2 separate regions of the Mus musculus genome follow, and region 1 is linked to region 2. The links are chromatin contacts, called in public HiChIP or PLAC-seq maps. All regions are on one chromosome and are shown on one strand. The core of a region is the stretch at or near the end of the contact, and the rest is flanking DNA. Distances in the headings are between cores, read along the strand shown. Region 1 overlaps 2610300M13Rik (a long non-coding RNA gene). Region 2 overlaps Prdm5 (PR domain containing 5).

Evidence for each region. HiChIP or PLAC-seq counts read pairs in DNA pulled down with a chosen protein or histone mark.
Region 1: an H3K27ac HiChIP or PLAC-seq map of embryonic stem cells shows a contact between it and region 2, with 3 times the contacts expected there. The contact joins two enhancer-like sites. A contact is called at or near these places in 1 of 484 Hi-C or Micro-C datasets (cortical neurons), 2 of 115 datasets of contacts at active chromatin or transcription factors (both in embryonic stem cells) and 1 of 9 other capture datasets (embryonic stem cells).

What each region holds. Positions count from the first base shown.
Region 1 is chr6:66,457,048-66,460,919 of GRCm38.p6, reverse strand. All of the region lies in intron 2 of 2610300M13Rik (a long non-coding RNA gene), which reads left to right. Among named protein-coding and RNA genes, the nearest start is that of 2610300M13Rik, 7.5 kb to the left of the region's middle. Within about 2 kb of position 2,484, at least 6 of the 459 cell types and tissues checked have an H3K27ac peak or open chromatin away from gene starts, as enhancers often do. A contact at or near this core is called in embryonic stem cells, where this site is marked.
Region 2 is chr6:65,794,711-65,798,519 of GRCm38.p6, reverse strand. All of the region lies in intron 2 of Prdm5 (PR domain containing 5), which reads right to left. Among named protein-coding and RNA genes, the nearest start is that of Prdm5, 18 kb to the right of the region's middle. Within about 2 kb of position 1,684, at least 15 of the 459 cell types and tissues checked have an H3K27ac peak or open chromatin away from gene starts, as enhancers often do. A contact at or near this core is called in embryonic stem cells, where this site is marked.

The DNA.
Region 1 (3,872 bases), core at 1,235-3,734, 660 kb before region 2:
GCCTTTCTCTACACAAAGAATAAACAGGCTGAGAAAGAAATTAGGGAAACAACACCCTTCTCAATAGCCACAAATAATATAAAATATCTCGGCGTGACTCTAACGAAGGAAGTGAAAGATCTGTATGATAAAAACTTCAAGTCCCTGAAGAAAGAAATTAAAGAAGATCTCAGAAGATGGAAAGATCTCCCATGCTCATGGATTGGCAGGACCAACATTGTAAAAATGGCTATCTTGCCAAAAGCAATCTACAGATTCAATGCAATCCCCATTAAAATTCCAACTCAATTCTTCAACGAATTAGAAGGAGCAATTTGCAAATTCATCTGGAATAACAAAAAACCGAGGATAGCAAAAACTCTTCTCAAGGATAAAAGAACCTCTGGTGGAATCACCATGCCTGACCTAAAGCTTTACTACAGAGCAATTGTGATAAAAACTGCATGGTACTGGTATAGAGACAGACAAGTGGACCAATGGAATAGAATTGAAGACCCAGAAATGAACCCACACACCTATGGTCACTTGATCTTCGACAAGGGAGCCAAAACCATCCAGTGGAAGAAAGACAGCATTTTCAACAATTGGTGCTGGCACAACTGGTTGTTATCATGTAGAAGAATGCGAATCGATCCATACTTATCTCCTTGTACTAAGGTCAAATCTAAGTGGATCAAGGAACTTCACATAAAACCAGAGACACTGAAACTTATAGAGGAGAAAGTGGGGAAAAGCCTTGAAGATATGGGCACAGGGGAAAAATTCCTGAACAGAACAGCAATGGCTTGTGCTGTAAGATCGAGAATTGACAAATGGGACCTAATGAAACTCCAAAGTTTCTGCAAGGCAAAAGACACTGTCTATAAGACAAAAAGACCACCAACAGACTGGGAAAGGATCTTTACCTATCCTAAATCAGATAGGGGACTAATATCCAACATATATAAAGAACTCAAGAAGGTGGACCTCAGAAAATCAAATAACCCCCTTAAAAAATGGGGCTCAGAACTGAACAAAGAATTCTCACCTGAGGAATACCGAATGGCAGAGAAGCACCTGAAAAAATGTTCAACATCCTTAATCATCAGGGAAATGCAAATCAAAACAACCCTGAGATTCCACCTCACACCAGTGAGAATGGCTAAGATCAAAAATTCAGGTGACAGCAGATGCTGGCGAGGATGTGGAGAAAGAGGAACACTCCTCCATTGTTGGTGGGATTGCAGGCTTGTACAACCACTCTGGAAATCAGTCTGGCGGTTCCTCAGAAAATTGGACATAGTACTACCGGAGGATCCAGCAATACCTCTCCTGGGCATATATCCAGAAGAAGCCCCAACTGGTAAGAAGGACACATGCTCCACTATGTTCATAGCAGCCTTATTTATAATAGCCAGAAACTGGAAAGAACCCAGATGCCCCTCAACAGAGGAATGGATACAGAAAATGTGGTACATCTACACAATGGAGTACTACTCAGCTATTAAAAAGAATGAATTTATGAAATTCCTAGCCAAATGGATGGACCTGGAGAGCATCATCCTGAGTGAGGTAACACAATCACAAAGGAACTCACACAATATGTACTCACTGATAAGTGGATACTAGCCCAAAACCTAGGATACCCACGATATAAGATACAATTTCCTAAACACATGAAACTCAAGAAAAATGAAGACTGAAGTGTGGACACTAGGCCCCTCCTTAGAAGTGGGAACAAAACACCCATGGAAGGAGTTACAGAAACAAAGTATGGAGCTGAGATGAAAGGATGGACCATGTAGAGACTGCCATATCCAGGGATCCACCCCATAATCAGCTTCCAAATGCTGACACCATTGCATACACTAGCAAGATTTTACTGAAAGGACCCAGACGTAGCTGTCTCTTGTGAGACTATGCCGGGGCCTAGCAAACACAGAAGTGGATGCTCACAGTCAGCTAATGGATGGATCACAGGGCTCCCAATGGAGGAGCTAGAGAAAGTACCCAAGGAGCTAAAGGGATCTTCAACCCTATAGGTGGAACAACATTATGAACTAACCAGTACCCCTGAGCTCTTGACTCTAGCTGCATATGTATCAAAAGATGGCCTAGTCGGCCATCACTGGAAAGAGAGGCCCATTGGACACGCAGACTTTGTGTGCCCCGGTACAGGGGAACGCCAGGGCCAAAGGGGGGGAGTGGGTGGGTAGGGGAGTGGGGGTGGGTGGGTAAGGGGGACTTTTGGTATAGCATTGGAAATGTAAATGAGCTAAATACCTAATAAAAAATGGAAAAAAAAAAAAGAAAAAAAAAAAAAAAAAAAAAAAAAAAAAAGTTTGGACTCACTTGTCAAAGCCCTCGATTCTCTTTCTTTCTTTCTTTCTTTTTTTTTTTTCTTCTTGCTTTGGAAAAACTGTGAAGCAGGGTCACTAAGTTCCATTCGCCATAGTTTTATTATGTTTTAAATGAAGCGATTGAACCAGCATAGAGTCCAGACAGACACTCCCAGGCTGCTGTGAAGGCATCCCAAGGCCATTTAAAGGCAGTTTCTTTAGGGCATGAGACTGCTTCTCTCCTCCTCTTGCTTTACCTCTCCCCTCTTCCCCACAAAGAGGACTTGGGAGGTAGCTCAGTGGTAGAACACTTGCTTACCTTGCCCAAGGCTTGGGTTGACCCCAAGCAGCTGAATTTAAAAAGCCTGTACAACTTCCCCACCCTCGGAATACAAATTATGTAATAAAGGGCTCTTTTAGCTATTGAAAATCAAATTTTAGAGTAGAAGTCATTTTAAAAACAATTTCATGCCAAGGGGGTCTTGCAAGGCTGTGCTGTTTCCAGCACTTATGTGAATAAGAATACCACCCCAGATTCCTTGTATCACTAAAAAATAGCGGAACAGAAATCTGGAAAACACATCTATATACAGTTTGGCCAAAATGGATGAGTAGTTGTGGGGAGAAAGAAATCTAATTTCTTCCCCTCCATGCTGATGAATATTGGGGTATTTTAGCTGAAAGAGATTCATTCCCACAGAGGCACAAGGACTAAATTGCCAAGTCCTAGAAGAGCTGCTGCCAGTGAGAGCTGCTATTGGTCTTAAAGCCTAGTATGTCTGCTTGGAATCCATTAGGTTTCAAATTCAGGGCAAGCTCACTCAGTGTTCTCATCCAGCTACTACCCTAACCATCTCCCTCCCAGGGTCTGGGCTTCTACTTGCCTTCCCCTAGCCTGATCCCTGTATAACTCAGCCATTTTGACTATGCAGGTCTTTTGGTCTCTTGACCCTGACCACCTCTCTTGGTTGCTGGCTCTTCTCTTGCTCTCTCTTCCTCCTCTTGTAGTCTGGTTTAGTCTGAAAGCCATTCTCGGCTTGGACTCTTATCTCTTCTGTCTGCTTTCTCCCTTATATCTACAATAAACATTTTCTCAATACTGTAGTATTACTCATGTTCTTTTCTTTTCCTTTCATCTTTTTTTCATTCACTATCTCCAAGGCCATTTTCCTCGTAGATAACATATTAATCTCCTACAACAATCCATTGTTCCACATGTGTCTGCTTTTGTTTTTTGCACAACCTAACAATATATTTACTTTAACATTTCCCTTTTGCAATGATTCTAAAAATATTTTCCCAACAAACAACAATGCTCAAATTCTTAGCTTATTAGCATACATCTTACATGAGTATGTGTATATAGATTGTCTCTATATAGCATCGTGGTTTTTCTTTTTGTTTTTTACATCATGTACTTAGTACCAAATGGACTTATAAATAAATGCTCATATAAAGTTTTTAACTTGACTCAACTTAATTTTTTTATAGTAAAACTAAAATTAAAATAATGATAATGGCCAATGATCTTTAGTCTCTCTTTGGGATAATTAA
Region 2 (3,809 bases), core at 435-2,934:
CTCTAAGCATAGTATATTGTAATACCAACTTCCCAAACAAACGGGGCCTATTGCTATTATAGTGGCATAACTGTTATGGGTATAACCAACTGACTTCTGATTGGATCAGTGGCCTGCTCCACAGGAAGTAATTCAACACCAGTACTATGAAGCTAGTCAAAGACTCAGATTTGGGGAGATTACATGCACTAGAGATGAAACTACTTCTTTTGTTTACTAAATGGACATGTCAAGATACCTTCTAAGTACTTAGGTTTATGCCCTACACTAACGAAGATCCCAGGCTCAATCAAATACACTTGTATTTGCAGTGAACAGCAGTTAATGCAGAGTTGTAGCTGTTCAAGACAGCTAAAAAGAAATGACTGCAGAATGTTCAGCCTTATATGGGATATGTAAATCAGTTCCCAAGGCACATCAGTAAAAGGGAGCAGAAGGAATATAGCCGATGGGAAATGGGCAATGAAATTCTGCCCTAGGGGTATGTAAAGACTGTGGAAGTCATGAATTCACAGCAGCTACAGTGCATAGAGTTTGCACAAGACAGCCCATCAAAATTCAGTGATATATAGAAGAGAGGCGCATGGGCTGATGCCTATCTGGGAGAGTTAATAGTTGGTAAGATCTGTCAGGTGAGAGAAGTCATTGTGTAGGTTATATAGCCACTGGCTAGCTATTTAGTGCATAGTTCCAAGACCCATTCCCACACAGGCAGCCCTGGGTAAACATATGAAGGTATGTATTACAATCTATTCAAGTTTGTCCCTGACTAGATCACAAATAAATGAGACTCAGACTATGGTTATTTTATTTGGCTTTGACAATTACTAAAGGGTCACAATTACTAATCTACTCCTGGAACTGCAGGCCTGGCTACCACCCCAGAGGTGTACCCCAGATACTTGCTGTTTCTCTTGGACATGACCTCATGGTTCCGCTCCCCTGATTGCAGCTTTCTCCCTCTCTAGTTCTTCCTTCTCCCTTCAGGTTCACTACTGCTAATCCCTCCAACAATTGGCTGTAGTCAATGTTATTTAACAATAGTTTTAAATCAGGGAACAACGTTTGCACAACAAAAGCTTGTAAACAATAGAAGATACTCCTAGGCCAATACCTTGAAGTATAGAATTTAGCATTACAATATATAGCAACAGACCAAACTTTAAAAAAGGTGGAATGGGAACTTGGAGGGAGAAGGGAGAACAGGTTTAGAAGGGGGATAAATGAGAGTAGAGGACCAAAAACTGTCAACAAATAAATTAATAATAATAAAGAGAGAAGGAAAGGAAAAGAAGGGAAAGAAAGGACTAAATACAGCAAATATTCTGGAAGAAGGGCTAAGCTTGAAACAGGTAGCTGTATCCTTTAGACCTTACAAACTGTAACTCATTCAAAGCATTAATATTAGGTACAAAGTAAAATAAAGATAATACACCAGTCATCATGGGACTCTAACATCACCAAGAATAAAAGTACATAAAGTTCTGTAAGCAGCAGAGTAAGAACAGTGGAGATGCTACTGTGTGAAACTAAAATAGTGAAGACATCAAAGGGCCATAGGAGCCAACAAACTGCTGCCAAAATACCATATATAAAGCAGAAGCATGGCATGCACTTAGTGAGAAGGCGAGGCTGACTCCATGACAGGCTTCAAATGGGCAATTCAGGACTGGGCAAGCCCAGGCAAGCCCAGGCCTCAGAAGCTGCCCCACACCTGGCCCGAGGCAAGAACAATGGGTCAGCAGCACTTTCCAGACTTCCTCAGCAACAGTTTCCAGACCTCAGTTTCCAACCTTCATGCCCCAATAAAGAGATGGAGTAAGATGAAGGTCACCTACCACAGATTCTCCTAGTACGTTTTAAACCAGGCCTTTAAGCTGACTTGCTTGTCTATCATGGTAATGGGAAACCCCAGGATGCTGGGCTTCTGCAGAATAGAACACTACTTGAGTCCAGGGTGTCATTCTTCAGCAATCATAGACCCTTACAATAGCTTCTCAAAAATTTTCTTTTCTGAGTAAAATTAGTCCCTATCTGCTTTAAAATGCCCTACCTGTATAAAACATTGTTTTATAACAAAAGTTTCCAAACAAAAAATATCAAAAGCCATTAGCAACTTGTTAAATATTGTATGGGTTTTTTTTTGGGGGGCGGGGGGGGGGGAAGGAGTTCATTTGTCACATTTAATTTCTGAAAACGTTATGGCAAAAGAATGAACTGCTTAGAAAATTAAGACCCTACAGAAACATGTTATAAGCCATAAAAACATTTTAGGTTCATAAAAATAAGCAATTAAAACAGCATGCTAAAATAAGACAGTATTAATAACATTTTCCACTTGAATTACAGTGTAGGCTGTTGCTAGGTTTTGCTCCCCACTCCTGTGTTGCAAAAACCTTTTGGAATCCTTCTTTCATTTAACTGCATTCCTCACCAACAGTGTCAGTAACAGTGGGATGCATATATGTATATTTTGCTTGCAGACAACATGCTGTGATAAATTTATATGTCAGCCAGCTAAGTTGCCATATTAAGTGAATGAACCAAACCCTAACATGACATTCTGTACAATAAGTTCACTTTAAATCAAAGAGATTACTTAAAGAGTGGAACTCTTACTTAACTGGTCTATTTGTTTAAGAGTAGAATCTCAGGTTTCCAAAAGCAGATCTGCCTCAAGACTACAGCATTAGCCTTCATCTGAACTTCGAGCCCATGGACCTCACCTCTATGTTAGTCACTATTCTATTGCTGTGCTATCACACCGTGACCAAAGCAATTTGCAGAAGGAAGTGTTTAGGGGGGCTTGCAGTTCCAGAGGGAAAAGGGTTCACCATGGCAGGAAATGCTGGCAGCAGATGGCAGACACAGACACTGGAACAGCAAACAGGGTGCAAAGAGAGTGAACTGGAAATGGCTATAGCTTTTAAAACTTCAAAGCCCACACCAAATGACACACTTCCTCCAGCAAGGAACCCACCCAAACAGTAGCACCAACTGGGGACCAAATATTCAAACATCTGGTACCATGGGTGACATTCTCATCAAACCACCTCTACACATTTAGGTCCCGTGAGTGCATGATGTAAACTTTGAAATAAGTCTCTTTTAATATGTTCTAAGCCAGCCTGAGATGCACGAGATTCTGTCGCAAAAGGAAACCTACAAAACAAAAATACATTTTCTGACTTATAACTTTCAAGCCATCTACACATGCCTCATCGCCTGCCCAACTAATGGATTTCTTGCTGCTGGCATCTTCAAATACCCCTTTCAACTGTCTCCAAGACTCTGATTCCCTTGTCCTGATATTCAGGCCCCTGTTCTAACAACTAGAGGCCACAAAAGTAATTAAAACTAGGATGTGAAATCTGTATAATAACACACACTCACATATGCAAATCCCACAGAAGAGAAACTTCATATGGTAAAGACAGTTTACCACATCTTAATTACTAACATGTACATCCTAAAGATAAGTACAGTTTAACTTTGAAGTTTGGGTTGAACAAGTAATGCAAAGTTACTTATATGATTAGAACCTTAGTGGAGAATAAAGGCTAAAAGTTAAGCGCAATTTCATTTACAAGAATGCAATTTTAAATTCAATTGCAAGTTTACTTTGAAATCTAAACCTTAAACACAGAAAATATCATTTCAGATGATAATATTTAAATTTCAGAGTTTTCAAAGAATTTTATAGCAGACTATTTCATCAGTCTAATATTTTTAATGCTGTACTACAAAATGAAGACATTCCTGGTCAGGAAAGATGGCTCCACAGCAAAATGCCAAGGCTGCTCTACCAC